Regions from separate parts of the Mus musculus genome. Here regions 1, 2, 3, 5, 6 and 7 are each linked to region 4. The links are chromatin contacts, called in public HiChIP or PLAC-seq, Micro-C and promoter capture Hi-C maps. All regions are on one chromosome and are shown on one strand. The core of a region is the stretch at or near the end of the contact, and the rest is flanking DNA. Distances in the headings are between cores, read along the strand shown. Region 1 holds the start of Dcaf7 (DDB1 and CUL4 associated factor 7). Region 2 holds the start of Taco1 (translational activator of mitochondrially encoded cytochrome c oxidase I). Region 3 holds the start of Kcnh6 (potassium voltage-gated channel, subfamily H (eag-related), member 6). Region 4 holds the start of Tlk2 (tousled-like kinase 2 (Arabidopsis)). Region 5 holds the start of Mapt (microtubule-associated protein tau). Region 6 holds the start of Cyb561 (cytochrome b-561). Region 7 overlaps Ace (angiotensin I converting enzyme (peptidyl-dipeptidase A) 1).

Region 1 (3,117 bases), core at 606-3,105, 860 kb after region 4:
TGTGTGCTCCCATATGTAAATGACATTTCAATAAAAAGTTAAACTCAACACACTAGAAAAAGGAGAACACGGTTTCAACCCACACTGCCTCGCTTGAGAGACCTGTTAAAACATCGTTGCTTGTCAGATAATTCTAATCTGTCCTCCTCAGCCCATTTTTCCTTCCTTTTGCAATTTCTATTTGATGCCCCAGAGTCTGTTAGTGAGTTTATGAGCACACATTCGCAAGTGTTTATACAAGCTAAAACGTTAAAGTTAACTTTTCTGTTGGGCGTGGTGGCGCATGCCTTTAATCCCAGCACTCAGGAGGCAGAGACAGGCGGATTTCTGAGTTCAAGGCCAGCCTGGTCTACAAAGTGAGTTCCAGGACAGCCAGGGCTATACAGAGAAACCCTGTCTCGAAAAAACAAAACAAAACAAAAAAGACCTGTTCCGTAAAATAGATAGATAGACCTCCGCTAAGATTGTACTACAAGACCATTATTAACCCACTGAAAAATCAGAAATGATGTAACCAATAGAAAACTATGGACCAAATTTCCTGATATGCACAGAAATAAAACGTTTCAATAAAATACACACCTAGGTATCCAGTTAATTTTCTTTTAACTTTTATTATTTTGAAACAGATTCTCAACTAGCCCAGGCTGCCTCTAATTGGCTCTGTAGCCCAGGATAAGAGTGACTTTCTGGTTCTCCTGACTCTACCTCCCAAGAGCTGGATTAGAGGTGTGTAACACCATGCCTAGGCTCTATGTAAAAATAAAAGTGCCCAGTAGACTTGTTCATACAGGTGGCCATTACTAAAAGATGGTTGATAAGTGTATACTATTGTCCCTCAAGGCTTCCAAGTGTTTGTATCCATTAAAAATTGTATTTTACAGACTGGAGAGGTAGGATAGCCCTATGGGCACTGGATGCTCTTGCAGCAGACCTGGGTTGGATTCCCATCTGTAACTAACTCCAGTTCCAGGGGATTGAATGCCTCTTCTGACCTCCGTGGGCAACTGTTCACATGTAGTACACTTACTTATACTCGGGCACATACAAATACACGTAAAATTAACGTGTTTTAAAGTACTGCCTAACAATTCAATACAACCCCTTTCAATATCGTTGAAAGAATTTACATTTATATTGGTGTACCTAGATCCAGGTTTTTCTGCATTTCAAACTCATGGCATATAAGCATTTAAAGTTGGATTACCATTTGGCTTCTGAACATCCCAGAGGAAGAAGGTAAGTGACTAATAGCCAGGTCATTTGCAAATCGATCCCAGAATTCAGGAGTCTCTTTAGTGTCTGTAGGAAAGCGCAGGAAAGCCTTAATCAATCTAGCCTGTCCCTGGACGTTTCTATCATGCCTGAAAGAGAACAGTTAAAAGGTGGGCATTGGAGCTGGAGAGAGTTCCCGTTTGGCAAAGACTGAGGGACCGCCGGACATAGGGAGATGTAATAAACGCAGGTGGTCCTCCATGAAGGTAGGTTTGACAGTTACTGTCAGTGGAGAGAGGTGATCAGAACAGCAGCAGCAGAGGAGAAATAGCAGGCTTTACTCTTGGCCTAGAATTTGGATCAGTAGAGGGGCACACTTGCCCCCATGCCACCCACGCCCCCATTCACCCGCACTGCGCCGTTATCCCCTTGACTGACATCTTGGGTAGCCAATGATCTTTGGGACTTCAAAAGAGCCCGCCTCCAGGAGCTGGGCGGGGCTAATGAGCAGAATGACAAACATTTTCACCAATAGTAAGGAGGGCGCGGGCGCTACAACTGTGTCGACCAATGAAAAGAAGGAACAGTTTGGAAAGGACGTACCCGGCAGCCAACGCTCGTCGCCGCTGCGGGGTCGCGTGGCTTCCGTTCCGAGAGGGCGGGCCGGCATCCCAAACGGAAGGTGGTAGCGCTGCCCGAGCTGGTTTGAAACTGGTGGTCGGGCCCGGCCGAGTGTGAGTGTGTGTAGCCGAGGACCCGCTGGAGGGCTAGGCCGTTCTTGACCGCCCCGGCCCCGCCTCCCCTCGGACCCGCGGACCCAAGCCCGGGTCCCCGCCTGTCTTGTGCCCCAGCCCGCTGCCTCTCTGGCCGGCTCTGCGGCCCAGCCGCCACCATGTCCCTGCACGGCAAACGGAAGGAGATCTACAAATATGAAGCGCCCTGGACTGTGTACGCCATGAACTGGAGCGTGCGGCCGGACAAGCGCTTTCGCCTGGCGCTGGGCAGCTTCGTGGAAGAGTACAACAACAAGGTGAGTTGTGCCGGGGCTCAGCGTGTAGCCGGCGGGGAACGCTCGAGGTGGGCGGCAGCCCCGGTCCCCACAACTCTCCTGCAAACTCGCCTTGACCACAACAAGGGGGTGGGTCCTCTGTGGTCCTGTCGCTGAGGTTGTCACACTCGTTGCCTCTTATTTAGTTTTGACAGCCGGGGGAAACCGAGGCACGGTGTTGTGACATGCCTGAGGCAGATAAGATTTTCGATGGTAGTAGCAGGTTTCAGATCGGAGTCACACCCCCAAAGCTATGTCCTCCGTCCCTCTCATTTCCCCCACTCCTGTCGCAGTGCTTCTGTTGCTAGGTGGGGGGCGGGAGAGAGGCAGTGGAGGAAGATGCGGCGCTTGGATTGGTGGTCGTGCATTCCTGGCCACGCGAGATTTCTGTTAGGGCTATTTATTGCAAGATCTTCCCCATCTCAGGTGTTTCTCATGGATACAGAGCCCTAATGCTAGGTTGTCATTGGTCATTGGTTTTGCTCCTTGATGTTCACCCTCCCCCAAACAGCCTATCCTTGGAAACCTTAGTCTGTGGCATTATCCCGCCATTATTTCTGAATAGAGAAAGATGACGTTTGACCTGTTCTTTTCGTGGTTCTTTACACATTCATTTGCAGCATTGCTGGACATCATCACTTCATCAAAACACTGGCAGAAGGAGAGAATTTTTATATGCAGGGTATAGGTTTGAAAGTATTGAGAAGAATTTTCTTTCCCTAATCTCTTACCTTCATTCTTTTGTTGTAATTTGAGTTAAAAAAAAAAAAATGAATGACAGTAATCAGAGATACTGAAAGCTTTGGCCAGTGGTATTTATAGCCAGTACTCTGCCTTACTCTTATGAACATCAG
Region 2 (3,086 bases), core at 251-2,750, 880 kb after region 4:
AAAGGTAAGTAGATTAATTTTGGACATATCCACTAAGAATATAAAATCTGGGGTCTGGAGAGATGGCTCAGTGGGTAGGAGCACTGACTGCTCTTCCAAAGGTCCTGAGTTCATATCCCAGCAACCACATGGTGGCTCACAACCATCAGTAATGAGATCTGATGCCTTCTGGTGTGTCTGAAGACAGCTACAGTGTACTTATGTATAATAATAAAATAAATCTTTTAAAAAATAATATAAAATCTGTGTCCGTGCCCTTCCCCTCATCCTGCTTATTCAAGGCCATTGTAGAAGGAAACAGAAAGTAAAGAACTTGCCCAAGGTTGCACTACTAAATGGCAGAAACACACTTTGAATTCATCCAGCCTAACTTTAGAGAGCAAGACTTCAAACTGCCTTCACACTGACCTGCTTTTTTAAATGTGTTACGCTCTTGAGACTTAATTCACCCCCCCCCTAGAGAGCTCTTAAAGAGTTTCAAGCAGCTGCTACATTATTTTTTCTTTATTTTTCCATAGTGTCCTTTTTCTCTTGTTTTCTCTGCCAAGAGAACCGATGGTGGAAGGGGCTGGAGAAATAGCTCAGCAGTTAAGGATATTGGTTGCCCTTCCAGAGGACCCAGGTTCAATTTCGATTCTCCATGTGACAGCTCACAACCATCAGTTCCAGGCTATCTTGATGTCAACCTTGGCGGCGGTTTCTTTATCTGTAAAATAAATATCTGAGAACACCAGGCACACATGTAGCGCACAGACATACATGCAGTCAAAACAACCATACACATATATTAAAAATACTTAAACTAATTTTAAAACAACAGATGGAAAACGAAGATAGCAGTTTGACTCAAAGGCTGGCCCGATCTTTTGTCCAGTATGGGTTGGCAAAACAGGCAATGCCATCCTTGTTTACAGAAATGAAATCTAAATCAGAAAGTTTTAAATGACTGGGCAAATCGCTTCTCGTCGGCTGGTGGGGTAGTGGCTTATTTTGTTTGGTTGTTTTTTTTTTTTTTTTTTGTCGTTGTTTGTTTTAATTAAAGTTTTTGCTTTTTTTTTTTTTTTGAGACAAAGTCCTAAGGTTTCCTTCGCCTCTTAAGTGCTGGAATCACAGACATGGCCTGCCACGCCCAGCATTTAGTACTTTTTTGTTTATTGCTTCCTTTTTTTAAACAGGCAACCTTGGCGGCGGTTTCTTTATCTGTAAAATGAACCGACTGAACTACATATTTCTTTTTCAACCAAACAATTCTTATTCTGGACTTGCTCAGTTAGGAAGGAAAGTCAGTCACCTGAATCTCTCCGGGAAGGTGATCTGTCGTTTCCAAGCAACCGGGAGCAAAGAAGGGTTGCGTCACTCCTGGCAGGGGCGGGGTTGGAACGAGTACCGCGAGGCAGCGGAACCAACTTTGCAGAATCCGGGAACGTCTTTTTGCGGCGGACCGGGCAAAGGAAGTGTACTGCACCATTTAGGGTCCCCGCGCCCGGCTCCTTCGCGGTCACTCAAGGCAGTGCAGCGTCAGGAAGAGCCGAACCTCTGAGTTTCTGGAGAGCTGTAGCAGCGGTCTGAACGTCCAGACCGGGTTGTTCCGGGGCCGGACTAGACGGGCTGATTTTAGCTGCTCATCTTTGCACCGCGCAGCCCCTTGTCGAAGCAGATGATGTCTTGGGCTGCCGCCAGCCTGAGAATGACCGCTGTCCCGTGCTTTCGTGTGCGATGCCTCGGGTTCCGCGTGGGTCCTTGGGGCGCCTCCCAGCATGCAAACCCCGGCTGTGGTGCAGCGCCACACAGGACGCTGCATGTCAGCGCGACGGCCTCGGCGGGACACAATAAGTGGTCTAAAGTCCGGCACATCAAGGGCCCCAAGGACATGGAAAGGAGTCGAATCTTCTCTAAACTCACTCTCAGTATCCGCCTGGCGGTTAAAGGTGAGAACCTGGTAGTCCTCACTGCTGGTCACTGAAGCTCTTTAGGTGCCTAAGGCTTCATTTAGGACCGTCCCCCCAACCCCCAGTTGTCATAATTGTCCTACTCATAACCCTCAAAGCACTTACTTACACTGGATATACCTGTTTTCCTTTTCAAAGACCTTCAGAGACCCGCCCTTAGATAAAAATGACTTCATCTAAGGGTATAGTTAGAAGGTACTTCATAGAAATACGCCTTAAGAAAGTGTGGCAGCGCGGCCGGCTTGCCCGATTTCCGCGAGTTGGTTCTGTCGGTGCCGGTCGCGGGTTCCCGTGTCGTTCCGGTCTTTTTCCGCTCCCGAACCTTTGTTTTATTTTGCCGGGCGAGGTGGCGCATGCCTTTAATCCCAGCACTCAGGAGGCAGAGGCAGGCGGATTTCTGAGTTCGAGGCCAGCCTGGTCTACAAAGTGAGTTCCAGGACAGCCAGGGCTACACAGAGAAACCCTGTCTCGAAAAACAAAAAACAAAAAACAAACAAACAAAAACAAAAAACAAAAAAAGAAAGTGTGGCAGAAGCCGGAGGCCTCGAACCAGACCAATAATTCATGGCAATGGACATTTGCAAGTGAAGCTGTTTGGACAAAAGAATATCCAGTGTGACACTCCACAACACCGCAGCTTCTGCTTCTACATCAGGGATGGGTTTGGTTTGGTTTTGTTTAGGGGAGGGAGACTGCAAGCGTGGAGAGGATGGATCTGGAGGGATGACAGGATCAGTGTGAGATTGGGGTGCATGATGCGAAATTCACAAAGAATCGATTTAAAAAGTTAAAGATATTTATCAAATAAAATGACTGGAAGAGGGAAAAGGAAAAAATAAAGCATAAAGAGTCAAGTCAGGGCTTGGAGAGATGGCTGGGCGGTTAAAAGCACTTGCTGCTCTTGCAGAGGACCTGGGTTTGTTTCCCAGCACCCATGTGACATCTAACAACTACCTTAAACTTCAGTTCCAAGGTACCCAATGTTCTCTTCTGGCCTCCTCAGGCACTGCATGCATCATGCATGCAAGCACATGAGCAGGTCTTGTAAGGAAGAAAGAGAAAGAAAGTGCCTTTCTTGAAGGGACTAACCATGCGCTCTGCAGCTGCTTCTACTACCACTGAAGGTTGGGACAGGCA
Region 3 (3,097 bases), core at 321-2,820, 830 kb after region 4:
AATACTAAAGTCACAGGCTGAGGAGACAGGCTAACAGAAAGGGATTCCGTGACCCCTCTCTCTGCCCGGGTCTCTAGATCTCTTCCCCATGTTCTTCCTAGTTCTAAACAGTTTCTACTCCAGGATCAGATTCTACAGCACTATTGTTTGATACCTCTGAATTATCCCGTGGTGTATTTATTGCTATAATGCCGTTGTTTGTCCTCATTACTAGATGTTAGGTCCATAAGGCTCAACATGCGTCGGGATTACTCTTTGTAATGTGGAGACCAGAAAAATGCTTGAATGAATAAGCAAATGAATGAATGTCTTACTGCGTAAGCCCATGCTACTGACTGGATAGGAAATACTGTCCCCACTTCTCTTCCACAGCCAGCCTGCTCCCCACATTCAGGGACAGCCAAGACATCTCTGCCCCCCCAGGAAACCACACTTGGCAGCCCTCTCATCTCTCAACCACTGTGGCCAAGGTCCCCCACCAGGTATTGTGGCAAGGACACATCCCGCCCAGGACTCTAAGCCTCTCACCTGGACTTCAGTGGAAACCTCACTGAGCCTCCTTGGCCACCCCCTCCACCCCCCCATCCACTTTGTAAAGTTTATATTTCTGCCAGAATATTTGCTTCAAAGGCCTTCAAATTTCCTTCCGAACCTCAGACTTCTTAAAAACGTAGCTGTCCATCAATTAAATCTGGATGTTCAAACTAGCACTGGATGCTGCTTGTCATTTTTTTCTCCTGCATTTTCACCTCCTCCATTGGCCAGTTCAGCCCCTCTGCATTGACACCACCCTTGGGCCTTTTCCGAAGGTGCATGTTTCATTTTGAATGCTTGCTACTAAAATGTGGCTCAAAATTGGTCTTGGGACCCTCTGCAAAGTTCCAAGTCCACCAAGGTGCTTAATGAACTGTGGCCCTTCTTTTCTCCTCTCAGAAAACCCCCCTTTTTTTCAATAAACTTCACCCCACCCCAATTTGCTTTTTCTAAGTGTGTTCATTTTTAATCAGTACACAGACACTTTTACCAGTGGTCACTTGCTAATAGGTGGCGGCCATTTGTGGGCAAGGGGCCTAAGTGCCCCATTGCCACAGTCAGTCCCAGCGGTAAATCCCTGAAGACAGCCTTCAACAAAAAACTATCTGAAGCCCCTAACAACTTCTGCCCTCCTCTGCCTGGAAAACTACTTCAGTATCAAAAGGGGTCCAAAGAGATGCTGAGGTCTCTGTCTATTTGGACATGAGCAGAAGTTCTTCAGAGTATCCCAGGTTCAGGACCCCTGCCCCTCTCTCTAGGATTCAGAGCCCCTTATGGATCAGAATTTGCTCTTGTCCTGACCCCCAACCCCAACCCCAACCCCGTCTGCCTGTCACGTCCCTTGGCTTATTTCAGCACCACGACGCGGACAGCTCCCGGGCGCAAGCCTCGTGGAAGGAGGAGGAGCGCTGAGCCGTGGGAGCGGGAGGACTAGAGAGGGCGGGGAGGGCAGACGCTGGAGGACGGGCGGGGCCCGATAGCCCTCCCCGGGGGCGGCGCCCACCCCAGCCCGACGCTGCTGAGCCCCAGGACTGACGGAGACGCCAGAAGCCAGGGCACCGGTCACTCCCAGCAAGTGGTGTTACAGAAAGATGCCAGTCCGCAGGGGCCACGTTGCTCCCCAAAACACTTACTTGGACACCATCATCCGCAAGTTTGAGGGCCAGAGTAAGTGTGAGGTTTGGGGGTGTGGGGGACTCTCTGCAGTACGGGTTGGATGGCAGGAGCAGCCAAACTCTTCACTAACTTCTGATGGGGTAAAAGAAATGGCAGGGCTGGGGGCTGGGGGGGGGGGTAGATTCTGAATACAAAATCTTTCGTTTTGATGTCCCCAACACCTCCTCCATATGTGCTGTGTCTTGGGCATAATGCCACTCTTCTACCTGCTCACAGCAGTTTTCTTGGTGTTACAAACCCTGGCCTGCCCTCTCAGTCACTGCCCACTTACCCCTCCAGACCATTCATGCCTCTCCTAGAGGTTTGCCTGACTTCCTTCTTTTCACCCACAGAGCAGGTCTGACTCCCTGGTCACAGTCCTGCTTTCTGGTCTGGATCCCAACTATTATTCCAGGAGTTCTGGGGTCTTCCTCCCACTCTACTGACCCTAGCCCCCAAGCTTGGTTCCCACACCCCTACTTTTCTGCTCCCTGCCTCCTTCATGCCCCTCTGTGCTCCCAGAAGGAATGACCTTTCCCCAGGACTCTTGGTTCTTCCACCCTCCCTTGCTCTGTCCTCCACCTCCCTCATTCTGGCCCCTGCCTGCTCCTGTGTATAAATCCCCTCCTTGGCTGCCACCGGTCCCTGTAATCTTTCTCTCCCAACTACCCACTCCTGGCTGCCACGGTCTTCCTACCTTTTTCTTCCCACCCCAGGTCGTAAGTTCCTGATTGCCAATGCACAGATGGAGAACTGTGCCATCATCTACTGCAATGATGGCTTCTGCGAACTCTTCGGCTACTCCCGTGTGGAGGTGATGCAGCGACCCTGTACCTGTGACTTCCTCACTGGCCCGAACACTCCGAGCAGTGCTGTGTCCCGCCTGGCGCAGGCCCTGCTTGGGGCTGAAGAGTGCAAGGTGGACATCCTCTACTATCGCAAGGATGGTGAGACTCAGTTGGGCCAAGGGTCCTGTAGGCTACCTTTCTTGTCTATCATGGAGTGCCCTGGGGGAAGGGTCTGACCTAAGAGCCAAAGAGCCTGGACCACTTCTATCCCCACTCTGGGCCTTGGTTTCCTTAGTATTAGAGAGAAGCAATGAGAATTGCATGTTATGTCTTCTAAGGGACTTGAGATTGGGCTGAGCCAGCTATTGGTACTGGTATAGAACAGCCTCTTGCTCCACTTTCCCTCCCCCACCTCCCAGCTACCTACTCTGTCACTGCCAGCCCCAGCTGTCAAGGATGGAAATTAACCTTCCCTCATCTGCTCTGGGGATTAAGGGAGGAGTCAGCCCCCCAAGGTCTCTCTGGCTAGGCAGTGCATGGGGGCTGCTGGCTGAAAGGAAGAGTGAATCTGGCTCACTTAGGTCCAGTGGTTTGGGAAGGTAGCCTTGGGTTTGCTGTCA
Region 4 (2,840 bases), core at 104-2,603:
TCCTCCTTGCCCCCTTTCCCTACCCTTTGCTCCTGACTTGCTCTTCCCCTCTTCCCTTCAAAACGTTCATCTTTCCAAGCAGCCTGGGATCTGGAAGATGACTCCCAATTTGAGTTTTTCTACTTGAGTTCTGAAGGATGGAGAATGTACAAAAAGGAATTATCATCCTTTGCCCATTTGGCAGGTCTCTGTCCAGTCAATATGTGGAAAAATTAATAATAACAGAATTCTACTTTGGAGTACTTGCCAACGCCTGGAAAAGTTCAAGCCGGCTGTGTAAAAGCTTGAATGTTTCTCTTGTGATTCCCTTGTAGTCCTTCAGACACGTTCAGACATCTGGTCAAGGAAGCATCAGAAGAAAACAAAAAGCTGAGTCGTTACTTTGAAGTCCGTGTCTTGGCTCGTGAAACTAGGTGAAGAAAGTGACTTTTTCCCCCTTTGGCGCTGGGGTCAGAGGTGGAACCCTTTCCCATGCAGGAAAGCCCTCCTGTCGCAGGCGCTCACCCTCTCAGCAGACACTCTGAAGAGCAGGCCCCCAGCACCCCAGGAGGGCCATCTTGTCACCGGAGGTTAAGATGGAACCTCCCCCTAGGTGCTTTGAGAGAGTTCCCCGGGGGGCGGGTAGCGACCTCCGCTCTGGAGGGGGGCATGCTGGTGAGGGCTCGGCTGTGATCCCAGGACACCTTTGTCCCTGGAGACGCCAGGCCAGTCAGGTACGTGGAAGGCGAGAGCCGCCGGCCGGCTTTCCGTGCCTGTGGCGTGGCGTGGCGTGGCGTGGGGTCTGGGGACGTGGACCATGGCTGCGGGGGATGGCCGGCTGGCGGACATCGGGTGGGCACCGCGAACTCAGTGACACCCCTTGCCCCGCTCCCGGGCTCTCTCCTCGGATCCATCGCTGGGCAGAGCAACCTCTTTCCTCACCCCAAAAAATGTGTGTAGATGAGAGGCAGGGCGAGCGCGGCAGTCCCGCCGGGTCGCCGCTCCGACGCTGCTCCGCGGCCTGAGGCGCAGCCCAACCGTCGGCCTCCGACTCTGTCTCCACAAAGGCGGGCTCCCGAGGCTCCGGCCCCGGCCGCTTACCCGGCGCCCCCGAGCCGACCAACCACCCCTCACGTCGCAGGCGGGGCCGCAAGCGCCGCCAGCCGCCCGCCCTCAGCAGCCCTGTCAGGCGCGGCCTGTTCCGCCGGTGCGGGGTCCCCTGGTTAACCCCTGCCCGCCAGCGCGGCCGCTGATTGGAGGAGGCGGAGCTCCGGGGGCAGCAGCGACCCTCCCCCCAACACCTTTCCCGTCCCCTCCCCCACGGCCGGCACTACCTCCCCCCCACCCCAGGAACACCCCCCCCCCGTGCCTCCCAGCCGTGCAAATCTCGCGAGGAAACACGCGGTTTCACTAGTGTGTTTACACCGATCACTACTAATCCGGACCGAACCGATCCGGATTAAGGGGCCGGAGGCGGGTCCTGGGCACTAGCGGTTCCGACCCCCCCCCCATCCCGCCCTCCGCGCCGCACCCGAGTGGCCCCCAGCCGAGCGGGCCCCCACTTCTCGGCCCGACCCAGACCCTTCTGCGCCTCCCTTGGCCTTTGTCCGGCGCCAGGAGGCCGGCCCCGCGCCCCCCGGCGGCCGCCCGGGCCCGGGCCCGCGTCAGCCGCCTGGCTCCGTACGCGAGCTCGGGGATCTGCGGCCTCCGTGGCCCCCCTCCCCCGCCCGCCCTGTCGTGGAGCCCGGCGCCGCCGGCGGCTGCCCGGGCGGGGGGTTGCGGCGCTCAGGAGAGGCCCCGGCTCCGCCCCGGGCCTGCCCAGGGGGAGAGCGGAGCGGTCAGCAGCCGGGTCGGGTCGGGGCCCCTCCCGAGAGGAGAGTGGAGCGGCAGCGGCGGCAGGTGAGAAGCTCAGCCCCTGGACGTGGAAGGGCGCCGGGGCCTGGGGTATTAACCGTCCCGGGGGCCCCACTCCAGGGCCCGAGGAGGCTGCGACCCGGGCCGGCGTCGTGCCGCAGCTCCTGGGCGCCGAGGCGGGAGGTGCTCCCCGAGGGCTGCGGGGTCGCCGAGGGGCCGGGCCGAAGATGGACCAGGCCCAGGCCTGGGAGTGTGGCGGTCGGCCTGCCGGGAGAGGCGACTCCGGGGAGCTGGAGGCCTCGGCAGCCTACGGGGCGCCCCCGAGAGCTGTCCCTCGCTCCGTCCGTGACAGGTGGGCCCGGAGTTGGGGAAAGTTTGGAGCCGGCGAGGGGCGCCGGGACCAGGCCCCATCGGTCCTGCTTCCCGGCTTGGGGCCATTGGGAGGATCCCGGTCCAAAGCCCCTCTGGAAAGAGATGGGGTGGGTATTTTCTGATCATGAGTTGACATTAAATGGGGTAACTGCTAGGGCCTCATTTTCTGGGCCAGGCCTGGGGATGGAGGGTTGGGAAATGTTTCCAGAGACCTTGGGATTGGGGAGAGACTGCATTGTAACCTCTGCCTTTCCGACCTCGATTATTAGGGCAGGACAAGTAGTGAGCAAGGCCACCTACCTACTTAGGGAAAACTCGGTTTTCTTCTCAGTCTTTTTTTTTTTTTTTTAAGATGCCTTTCTACCATTCTAACAGTTTCCTAATTCCTTACTTGTGTGTGTGAGTGAAACTTGAATTCGTCACCTTTTCATTCCCCTTTGCTCCAGGCATTCAGTCCAGGAAGGGAAATGAAAGTTAGGACGGGTGTAGGGGATGTTACTGGAAATTATGGAGCTGTTAGATTGCAGAGAAGGTTTGATTCCTTTTTCAGTGAACTTTAATACAAATTTCTGCCAATCACTCCAGGAGTGCCTCCAGTAACTCTGGAATACTAGAATGTTTGAAGGGTTCCTATG
Region 5 (3,085 bases), core at 68-2,567, 950 kb before region 4:
ACCCCCCCAGCCCAGAAGTGTGTTTGTTTGTTTGTTTGTTGACTCACTTTCACCCTGTAATACAATTCAGGCTGGCTTGGATTCTGCTATATAGCCCAGGCTGATCTTGAACAAGTCTCAGCCTATCTGAATGCTGGGATTACAGATGTGAGCCAACACACCGAGCAGGTACAACGTTGGAGTTTTAGAAACAACTGCTGGGATAGCAGTGCACACCTTTAATCTCAGCACTCTAGAGGCAGAGGCAGGCAGGGGATCTCTGTGAGCTCCAAGCCAGCCAGGGCAACATAGTGAGAACCTGCCTTGAAAAATAAAGAAAAAACGGCATGCAAATGAAAGCTTCAAGACAAGTTTTCGCCTCTTTGGCAAGAAGTAGGTGCCTGTCTCTCTTCCTTGCATTTGAACAGGCTCCAGCTGTCCAAGAGAATTGAGCTTTGGGGAGGTAAGATATTAAGCTAAAGCCACAGCCCACGCCTACGTAGCTGGAAGGAGAACTAATGACCAATTTCAACCGGAAGCTTGACATCCAGCAGGTGGCCATCTCCAGCAGGCACCTTAAAAATTCAGCTCTCACGCTGTACAAAGGTGTTTCAATAAACGAGATAAAAATAACTCTGTGAAAATGCCTTGCAGTGTGTGTGGTAAGCATCATTAGAACTTACCTATTTAAAGATTTTTCTTCGCTAGGGTCACAGTCAAGATACCTAATGGGTTTGAATGCTCCTTGATTTAAAAACAATTGTTTTTCCACGAAAACGCTAAAGTGTATTACGGTCAAGTTAATCTGTTTCGAGAAGATTTGTCAAGGAAATCATTCACTTTGGCCATTAACAAAAACAGGTGGAAAGAAAGCAAGCGAACAGCTGGCCCTGGAAATAGAAAGTGCGCTCTATCTGGAGGGCCACATTTTAGGAGACTCGGGGAGCCTGTAGCACTTGGGGTTCACGGTGTACCGCCTGGAGAGCCAGCGAGGGTGAACTGAAAAGCGGACGATGACCGACACACCGCTCTGCCTGGACCCCGCGGGGACCGAGGGAGGGGACCCCTGGACTAGACAAAGGCTGCAGCCCCGGGAGGCCGGGTGCGCGTGCGCCACGGAATGCGCGTGCGCGCGGCGGTCAGCACCGCGGCCCGAGGCGTGGCGGGACCCGGGGAGGGAAGCGCGGAGAGGGGCGAGCCGAGCGGCGCGGAGAGAGGAGGGTTGAGGGGCGCTCGCGTGCGCCCCCTAGCGGTCGGAAGGGGAGGTGCCCGCCCAGGCCTCGCTGCCCGCCCCTCCCCTAGGGAGGTTCGCGCTCCCGTGGCTCGCGCCTGCGCTGCCCGCCGGCCTCCAGAACGCGCTTTCTCGGCCGCGCGCGCTCTCAGTCTCCGCCACCCACCAGCTCCAGCACCAGCAGCAGCGCCGCCGCCACCGCCCACCTTCTGCCGCCGCCGCCACAACCACCTTCTCCTCCGCTGTCCTCTTCTGTCCTCGCCTTCTGTCGATTATCAGGTAAGCGCCGCAGCTCTGAAATCCAGTCCCCTCTGGCCCTGTGCGCCGTCCTCCTGCCACCCCTCGCCCCAGAGATGGATTTAGGGAGCTGGGCATCAATCAGGCGCAACGGCGGGGGCCTCTCTGCGCCCTAGGCGCTGGGGAGCTGGGAAGGAACGCGTGCAAGAGATGCACGCACGCGAGCGAATGCGTGTATCTATGAGTGCTGGGGTCCCCACTATCGGCTCCGCGCAAATGAGGGGGGCTGTGCCCGCAGGGTGGGGCGCGGATGACGGTGACCTAGGGAAGGGGTTGTTCTGTAATCTGGATCTCAGCCTTTTGCCGCAATGGGCGTGGGTCTGTGAGTGTGCATGGGGGTCCAACGACGACCCCCGAAACAGAACCTGAAATCGGATTTCTCTGCTCCTGATTGCCATCAGCCCTAAGGAAGGTGTGGATCGGGTTCTAGAAAAGATGACTGCCTTCATGTCTCTCCACCTCCCTGACAGCGATTCTGACACGGCCTTCACTGGCCCTGATTTAAGGCGGTGGCCCGCCCCCTCCCCTTTTCCTCCTTCAGAAGCCGGCAGGGGACATTTGGGGGCTGGGAGGAATCCGGAGGATGGGGAGGGGTCCAGGCGCTGTCACGTTAGTCGCCCTTCCCCCTGCGCGCGCTTGGTACAGTGACAGGGGCAGCGCCGTGCCCGAGAGAAGGTAGTGCGCGGATCCCAATGTGGGAGCTCGAAGAGTCAGGGGTCACCTGGCCTCGCGGTGTCAGCGGGCTGGCTGGCAGCGGCTCCCCGCTCGAGGGCGCGCAGCGTTGCAGCCAGGCACAGACCCACGCGAGGGCTGCAGGTGCATTTCGGGGCGCGTTTCTTTCTCTGCGTTCTGCGCCGGGCTCCCGGCATGTGCGCTCCCTGCCGGAGGCGCGGGCTGGCGCGCAGGGCTCGCCCCTCACTGCGGCAGTGGGTGTGGACCTGGGTGGGCGAGGAGGGGGGAGTACGATGTGTCTCCTCCCGCTGCCACCCCTCTCCGTTTTTTCCCCCCTCTCTGAACGCGAGGTGCCATCTTTTTGCGGCGAGTCACGTCTCTATCGTAGCATGCCAAGAGCTGTGGCCAGGCTTTGGAGGACCCGGCTTGGACCCATGTTAAAGAACAGGGGGTGATGAACACGGAAGCCTTGGCGTTTTGCCTCTGCAGCGGTGCGCACCAGAGCGTTCACCTGAGGTCGTCTAGGGGAGCTCGCTGCTTTGTTCGTCGTGTGATTTAGGATCTGCGCTCCCAGCCCTGGTTTTTTGGGGGAGTGTGCGGGGGGAGGCGGGAAGCTTTCATTCGACGAGGATATTTGCCTACGCACTCGGAGCAGCTCCATCCTTTTTTCGCCACTCTTTTCAGACCCTTTGTTGGATCTACAGACTTGCGGCAGCCCACTCCCCAGTTCGACCCAGAGCCACATGGGTGGGATTCGAGATAGACTCTCGTGTGCAGGAGCCCTCAGAGGAAGCACATCCCTCCCCACACCCAGGCCATCCTGAGGACCACACCCCACTTGTGTTTCACTGCTAGGGGAGCCAGATAACCCTCGGGAATGGGGAGATTCGGCAAGCTCAACTCCGC
Region 6 (2,930 bases), core at 317-2,816, 760 kb after region 4:
AGTACAAACTTCTAGAGCGAGGAAGACTGTCAAACAGTCTGCCTTTAGTTCTTGTTGCGGGGGAGGGGGCGTTAGACCAAGATCTCCCTCTGTAGGTCTGCTGGCTTTAAACGTTCAGTCTCCCTGCATCAGGCTCCCACATTCTAGGAACACAGCCTCTTGTCACCACAAGTGACCTAGGTGGTAATTTTAATGTCTGAAATTTCATATTCCCACTTGTACTCTAATTAATTGTGAGGCGATTAGAAAATGGAACGCAAGGCCTGGCATGGCCTTTAATCCCAGCATTCAGATGTCTGTAAGTTCAAGAAACCTGGGCTCTGCCTACCCAGGGACAATGGCAGGGCAGGGCATCTGTGTGCAACTCTACTTCTGGTTCCAGGAGCTCCTCCTACAAGGGGTGGGGTTGGAGCAGTCCAGTATTTTCCTCCCAGATCCAAGTGCTGAGGAGCAATCAAGGTATCTAAGGGAGGTGAGAACACTTTGCTTTTTGTTTTGTTAAGAAGCGGACAGAACTCAGGTATCGGAGATGGGGCTTTTCTTAAAGAAAATTGCCAAGACAAAAAAAGGAAGGGCAACCAAAAGTGTCTGTGACTTGTGGTGCTGCAGCGCCTGTGGAAAGGTGGTAAGGGTAAGAAGAGAAGTGACCGGAAAGGGGGAGGTGGCCTGGCTACCACTCCAGGAGTCAGAGGCGGCAGCAGATCCCTCTCTCCGAGAAGTTCCGCCCCTGAGTCACTTCCAAGGCCAAAGCACGAAGCCAGGCGTTCTGCCAGGATAGGAACTAGTTATCCTGCCCGAGGACGGTGGGATGCGGAAGAAGAGAAAGAGGATCCACCAGGCCCGCACCTGAGCGCAGGGACCGGCCGCGGGGACAGTGGGAGCTCAGTCGTGGCGAATGCAGATTGGTCCACTCCCACCCACTTTGTTCTACAGTACAGCCGCAGGCCCCTGGACTTGAATTCAAGTCACCAGCAGTCCCCATTCTAACTCGGGCAGACGCGGCCCGCGCTCCCCCGGCTGCCTTGCCGGGTGCCAGCAGCACAACACCCGCGTCAGGGGACAAGCCGGGCAGCGCCGGGTCGGTGCGGGCAGGTGCGCGCGGAAGGGCGGCTCGAAGCCCTGCCTCACCTGGCCACAGTCCCCTCCGCCCCTCCGCGCGGAACTCGGCTCCCCACCTCCCCGTCGCCTACCTTGTCCCGCCGCCGCCAGGCCTGCGCGCGTCCACGCGCCGCGCCCCGGACGCTCGGCAGGTTCCACGAGCCTCGGCGCGACGGCGTCGCCATGGAGACGGGGCGGCGGCGGGGAAGCGGTAGCGCGCGCGAGGAGGCGACGGTCACCTGCGCCGGAAGTCCCGCCAGGCGCCGGCACTCGGTAGGGCACCTCGGCTACACCGACCCGCACTCAGGACCCGAACTCCAGCAGCTTCGGGACTGGCTCCGGACTGGCTCGGGACCGGCGTGCGGGGAAGGTTAGCGGCGCGGGTTCGGCGCCCGGGTTCCCGGTCTCTAGCTTCTCGCTCGCTACTCTCCACGCCCAAACCCAGGAGGCCGCTAGGTGTCAGGCCTGGCCTGGGCCCAAGCTCAGCTCCGGGAACCCAGGGTCACCTCTTCCAGCCCTCGTGGGCGGAGATGGCACTTTACACTTTACTGGAAGGCTGGGAATAACCCTGCCCTTCCGCATCTGCACACCAGCCACATTGACCACATAGACACTGTTGTTGATACAGTTTGCCTCCCATTTTTTCCACTCCAGGATACACACACACACACACACACACACACACACACACACACAGAGAGAGAGAGAGAGAGAGAGACAGAGACACCAATCTAAGGGTAAATTGTGTCCTTCCAACTTCTCATTTAAGTCCTAGACCTGGTGTATGCCAAGGTCTGTACTTAAGACTGTTGCCAAGACCAAGGCTGGGAGCTTAGCAGATCCTGGCCCGCTATCCAGGAAATGCTACGAATAGATAAGAGCCTAGCTCAGACTTCCTACAAGCTGGGAACAAAAGGTTCTTTCCTGTTGGATGCCTGGCCAGACTCACGGAGAGGAGGAGAGAAATGGGGTATTTTACCTTGTGAGGCAAAGCATGACTGTGAAGGCAGTCCCTGGAACACCTCAGCATGCTGGGAGCTGCCCACTGGTAGAAGCCAGAATTGGGGCGGGGGCTCCTTCTTAGAGGGTGGGTATGCTGTCTAGTGTACGGTTGAGAGAGAACCAAAAACCGGAATTACCTTATGGTAACTTTTCGTCTGGCAGAAGCTAATGGGCTTTTTAAGGTAAGCAACAGCTTCCTTGGTGGTGCAGGCAATAAATACATGCTTATAAACTAAACATGGCGCTGAGCCATTTCTCATTGTTTGCTGGGTATATTTGGGCTCCTGGGAGGAAAAGGAGGGACCGATTTTGGCAGGATGGAATCTTGTTTAAGTGTTGGTCTTAAAGTGCCTTCCAAGACCCGGGGAGGCTCCTGTTGGGAGAGTCCTTTGTTGGATCATCCCCTACCTCATTCCTTCAAGTCTCCAAGCTGACTGCTTCACAGTGCATTTCCTGACCGCCAGTGTGGCAGTATGGGAAAGACTAGAGTTATGACGACCACACATACACTCACACACACTCACGATGCAGGGAGGGGGTCTCTGAGCGAAAGGCCTTAAGGAGCAAAAAAAGGCACCGAGCAGAATAAATTTTGTCCTCATAACCAGGACGCCAGACCTAAGGCAGACCCACTCCCACCTGGCACATTCTTTCTCCCCAGGGCTACCCAGTGCAGAAAGCTGAGGGGAAAACCAGGATTCCTAGTTACATTTCTATCTTAGAAATTTAGCATGAATAGATCCTAAGCGTTTCTCAAATGTAACCAGGTCTTGTGTGTGTGTGTTTGTGTGTGTGTACGTGCACACGTGTACACACGTGCATCTGTGAGA
Region 7 (3,202 bases), core at 71-2,570, 810 kb after region 4:
TACCCAGTGTCTAACACCGACTTCCCTGCCCAGTCTCTGTGAATACAATTAAAGGTCCTCCCCCACACCTGAGTCTGTGTCCCTTGTGGGAAGCCAGGGACAGGACCGGCTGCTTGCCTGTCTCCTGACAGTCCCAGCACGACCCTTTACTGGTTGTCTTCGCAGTCTTCCTCCAAGCAGGAAGCTAATCCCAATTCCTCTGGACCCCATCCCCCACAACCTTTCCCACCAGCCTTCCTAACAGCCCAGGTGAGGTGGCTCCTGTCTTGCAGACCCATGAACTTGCCAGGGAGGAGCCTAGGAAACAGAGGGGAAGGAAGCAGGTAGGCTGCCTCCTTTATGTGTGGATACACTATAGATGGCTCATCCTGTCCCATGTGACCTCTCTGTGGCTGGGTGTCTTGGAGGAAGGCTCTGGATGCCCTTCCCTGCTACAGGGTGAGGGCCCTGGAAGGGCGTGCCTCACTGAGCATGCTGAAGCGGCCAGTATATAAGTGGACAGCCTGGGTTCCCTGACGGAGCCACGTAGGCTCTGCCCACAGGAAAGAGCATTAATCCGTGACCACACAGTGGGTTCACTGCTACTGCCCACCTCCTCATCCCGGAACACATCCCCTCAGCCTCAGCCATCCTTTGGAAGGCCTATTTGGATTTTAGGGGGTGTCACTTGAAGTAACTTTTTATCTACATATTTATGTAGTAAATTTGGAAAATCTGAATAAAAAGCCCATGGTAGCAACATTAAGAAATATAAGCACTGTTGAAGTTTTGGTATCGTTCAGACTTTTTCTTTTATTTATTTATTTATATTTATTTATTTTTCTCTACACACGATATGAGGTACCACTATATTCTATGTATCTTCCCCCCTTTATCATAAATGCATCTATTTTTACAAAAAAATATTTGATTGCTAATCCTAGTTCTTGGCCAAATGGAAAATGGTCAGATTTCTAGGGCAGAATCTTGCCTTCCCGCTGGGTCTCACCTCTGTTAGGACCCTCACCCCAAATTGTCTCTATCTCTCTCTTTCTCTGTTTCTGTCTCTCACTTGCTCATTCTCTGTACGTGATGTACAGGGATATGGAGTTGAGGACTTTTAGATTTACAAGAGGGTGGAAGTTTACAATTCAGCAAGACAATGAAACTTATAAACACACCCTCTGGATTGTTCCAAGGCATATAACCACAGACTTTAGTTCCCCCACCCCCACCCCTTCCCTTTTGCAATTTGTTTGCAAGACAAAGGTCATTGTCCCATAACCTCCTTTTCTATTTTTATAAACTACAGTTTCAGGCTGCCTCTCAGGGCTGTGGGCAATGTGAGGTCACCAGCCTTCACCCAAAGGACCAAACTTCAGGCTGAGGGCAAAGGATTTCACAATGTGGTTACCGTGGCAAACTCTTATTCTCTCTCTCTCTCTCTCCCTCTCTCTCCCTCTCTCTCTCTCTCTCTCTCTCTCTCTCTCTCTCTCTCTCTCTCTCTCTGTGTGTGTGTGTGTGTGTGTGTGTGTGTGTGTGTGCGCGCGCGCTAGCGCCCTGTATAGAGGTCAGAGGACAACTTACAGAAGTCTGTTCTCTGCTCCTAGCATGGTTCCGTGGCTGGAACTCAGGCTGTCGGGTTTGCACACCAAGAGTTTACCCCACTGTGCCCTCTTGCCAGCCCTTATTTCAGTTGTTTGGGGCATGTGCACATGCAGGTACCCTGAAGCACTTCTGGAGGTCGGAGGACAGGCAGGAGTCTTCCTTATATTGTGTGGGACCTGGGGACCAAACTTGGGCTGCCCGGCTTGGCAACACCTTTACTCACCAAGTCATTTGCCAATCCTCCACTTTATTTTTTGAGACAAAGTTTCTCACAGAACCAGGAACTTGTCCATTCCACTAGACTACTAGCCCCAGGGATCCAACTGTCACGGCTGCTGTTAAGCCTGGATGTGCACAGCCATGCCCAGCTTTTACAAGGGTGCTGGGGATTTGAACCTAGGTCCTTGTGATTGTACCACAAGCACTTTTCCAATGGAGTTGTCATCTTAGTCTTCACCCCCCCCCCACTCCGTTTTTTGAAGCATTACAGTTGTTTTGGATTTAATGAGACAGAGGTGTTGCTATGTGATCCAGGCTGACCTCAGATCCTAGGGAATAGTAATATATATATATATATATATATATATATATATATATATATATATATATTATGTATATATATATACACACACATACATACATATATATTCAACATTCTCAAACACTACATTTGTTCATGCTTCATGCTTCTATGGGTGAAAAGGATGATGGAGTCTACCTGGAAGTTTGCAGAGAAAGAGAGAGTAGTGGTCCTCCTGCCTCAGTGTCCCCAGTACTGGAATTCCAGGTGTGAGAGACCACACCTGGCCACCTGACAGCGCACATTCTTCATGGCTAGTCCACGAGTTTTATTTGGTTTTAAATTGCATTTGATTACTGGGGGTGGCTCACCACAGCACACATGGGAGAGGTCTGAGGACAACGTCTTTCCTCAGTGCCATCTGCTCTGATCACTGTCTCTGTCACCGGGCACCGGCTCTTGAACCAGAGCATTTGGTTCAGTCCAGCTTCCGTTATTTTCCCTGTGTCTATAAGCAAGCCCCTCTGCTTGTCTCCATCTGAAGCTGGATGGTGATGGTGCACGCCTTTAATCCCAGCACTTTTGGGAGGCAGAGGCAGATGTAGTCAGTGAGAGGCAGAGGCAGGTGGATTTTTGAGTTCGAGGCCAGCCTGGTCTTCGAATTGAGTTCCAGGACAGCCAGGGCTACACAGAGAAACCCTGTCTCGAAAAAAAAAAAAAACAACAAAACAAAACAAAAACAAAACTAAACGTGAAAGTCCCCTTAAAGGCAGAGCCTGGGACGTCCTCTGCGGGGGCAGGTTACTGTAGCCACACCTGGCTTTAGATTTCCTTCTACTTGAGAAGATTCACTTTTATGAGCTGTGCCGTGTGTTATGGATGTAGCTCAGTCAGGCGAGTGGATGTGATCCCCAGCACAACAGAAACCAGAAGTAAAGGCATGTGCCTGCAGAACTAGGGAGATAGGAAGAGGAATTGGGAGTTCAAGATCACCCTCAGCTTCAGAGGTCCAAGCCAGCTTGGACTCCAGGAGACACAGCCTAGAAAGGAAGGGGTTGAGGCAGGGAAGGAAGAAGGTAGGAAAAAGAAATTAAG

The links. Promoter capture Hi-C pulls out the DNA fragments that hold promoters and counts their contacts. Hi-C and Micro-C count contacts between places; a contact is called where the count stands out from the background. HiChIP or PLAC-seq counts read pairs in DNA pulled down with a chosen protein or histone mark.
Region 1: a Micro-C map of embryonic stem cells shows a contact between it and region 4, with 2.4 times the contacts expected there. The contact joins the promoter of Dcaf7 here to the promoter of Tlk2 in region 4. A contact is called at or near these places in 7 of 39 promoter capture datasets (3T3-L1-derived adipocytes, the C10 cell line, cranial neural crest and 3 more), 2 of 484 Hi-C or Micro-C datasets (both in embryonic stem cells), 14 of 115 datasets of contacts at active chromatin or transcription factors (astrocytes, craniofacial prominence, embryonic forebrain and 8 more) and 1 of 9 other capture datasets (adipose tissue).
Region 2: a contact with region 4 is called in a promoter capture Hi-C map of neural stem cells. The contact joins the promoter of Taco1 here to the promoter of Tlk2 in region 4. A contact is called at or near these places in 7 of 39 promoter capture datasets (3T3-L1-derived adipocytes, cranial neural crest, embryonic stem cells and 4 more), 5 of 115 datasets of contacts at active chromatin or transcription factors (embryonic hindbrain, embryonic stem cells and epiblast stem cells) and 2 of 9 other capture datasets (embryonic stem cells and liver).
Region 3: an H3K27ac HiChIP or PLAC-seq map of extraembryonic endoderm stem cells shows a contact between it and region 4, with 4 times the contacts expected there. The contact joins the promoter of Kcnh6 here to the promoter of Tlk2 in region 4. A contact is called at or near these places in 2 of 39 promoter capture datasets (the 3T3-L1 cell line and embryonic stem cells), 7 of 115 datasets of contacts at active chromatin or transcription factors (bone marrow-derived macrophages, embryonic forebrain, embryonic midbrain and 4 more) and 1 of 9 other capture datasets (embryonic stem cells).
Region 5: a contact with region 4 is called in a Micro-C map of embryonic stem cells, with 4 times the contacts expected there. The contact joins the promoter of Mapt here to the promoter of Tlk2 in region 4. A contact is called at or near these places in 1 of 39 promoter capture datasets (liver), 1 of 484 Hi-C or Micro-C datasets (embryonic stem cells) and 3 of 115 datasets of contacts at active chromatin or transcription factors (astrocytes, embryonic stem cells and large pre-B cells).
Region 6: a contact with region 4 is called in a FOXA1 HiChIP or PLAC-seq map of pancreatic cancer cells. The contact joins the promoter of Cyb561 here to the promoter of Tlk2 in region 4. A contact is called at or near these places in 7 of 39 promoter capture datasets (the SN4741 cell line, embryonic stem cells, hippocampal neurons and 2 more), 2 of 484 Hi-C or Micro-C datasets (both in embryonic stem cells), 14 of 115 datasets of contacts at active chromatin or transcription factors (bone marrow-derived dendritic cells, embryonic brain, embryonic limb bud and 6 more) and 4 of 9 other capture datasets (adipose tissue, embryonic stem cells, macrophages and 1 more).
Region 7: a contact with region 4 is called in an H3K4me3 HiChIP or PLAC-seq map of bone marrow-derived macrophages, with 6 times the contacts expected there. The contact joins the enhancer-like site here to the promoter of Tlk2 in region 4. A contact is called at or near these places in 3 of 39 promoter capture datasets (embryonic stem cells, hippocampal neurons and second pharyngeal arch cranial neural crest), 3 of 115 datasets of contacts at active chromatin or transcription factors (bone marrow-derived macrophages, embryonic forebrain and embryonic limb bud) and 1 of 9 other capture datasets (embryonic stem cells).

The regions. Positions count from the first base shown.
Region 1 is chr11:106,035,017-106,038,133 of GRCm38.p6, forward strand. It overlaps Dcaf7 (DDB1 and CUL4 associated factor 7), which reads left to right and starts at 1,856. Exons shown (of 7, transcript NM_027946.3): 1 at 1,856-2,245. The coding sequence starts at 2,108. It overlaps Kcnh6 (potassium voltage-gated channel, subfamily H (eag-related), member 6), which reads left to right. Exons shown (of 13, transcript NM_001037712.2): 13 at 1-578.
Region 2 is chr11:106,064,591-106,067,676 of GRCm38.p6, forward strand. Taco1 (translational activator of mitochondrially encoded cytochrome c oxidase I) reads left to right here and starts at 1,501. Exons shown (of 5, transcript NM_027346.2): 1 at 1,501-1,928. The coding sequence starts at 1,658. It overlaps Taco1os (a long non-coding RNA gene), which reads right to left and starts at 1,451. Exons shown (of 3, transcript XR_003949781.1): 1 at 1,292-1,451; 2 at 1-706.
Region 3 is chr11:106,006,578-106,009,674 of GRCm38.p6, forward strand. Kcnh6 (potassium voltage-gated channel, subfamily H (eag-related), member 6) reads left to right here and starts at 1,571. Exons shown (of 13, transcript NM_001037712.2): 1 at 1,571-1,701; 2 at 2,406-2,636. The coding sequence starts at 1,626. It overlaps Ace3 (angiotensin I converting enzyme (peptidyl-dipeptidase A) 3), which reads left to right. Exons shown (of 15, transcript NM_001101453.3): 15 at 373-973. All of the region lies in intron 2 of Gm35971 (a long non-coding RNA gene), which reads right to left.
Region 4 is chr11:105,180,174-105,183,013 of GRCm38.p6, forward strand. Tlk2 (tousled-like kinase 2 (Arabidopsis)) reads left to right here and starts at 1,354. Exons shown (of 22, transcript NM_001112705.2): 1 at 1,354-1,878. It overlaps 1700052K11Rik (RIKEN cDNA 1700052K11 gene), which reads right to left and starts at 1,260. Exons shown (of 1, transcript NR_027956.1): 1 at 1-1,260.
Region 5 is chr11:104,230,119-104,233,203 of GRCm38.p6, forward strand. It overlaps Mapt (microtubule-associated protein tau), which reads left to right and starts at 1,318. Exons shown (of 12, transcript NM_001038609.2): 1 at 1,318-1,489.
Region 6 is chr11:105,942,921-105,945,850 of GRCm38.p6, forward strand. It overlaps Cyb561 (cytochrome b-561), which reads right to left and starts at 1,567. Exons shown (of 6, transcript NM_007805.5): 1 at 1,191-1,567.
Region 7 is chr11:105,989,196-105,992,397 of GRCm38.p6, forward strand. Ace (angiotensin I converting enzyme (peptidyl-dipeptidase A) 1) reads left to right here. Exons shown (of 25, transcript NM_207624.6): 25 at 1-769. Among named protein-coding and RNA genes, the nearest start is that of Ace3, 3.9 kb to the right of the region's middle. Within about 2 kb of position 1,321, at least 14 of the 459 cell types and tissues checked have an H3K27ac peak or open chromatin away from gene starts, as enhancers often do. A contact at or near this core is called in bone marrow-derived macrophages, where this site is marked.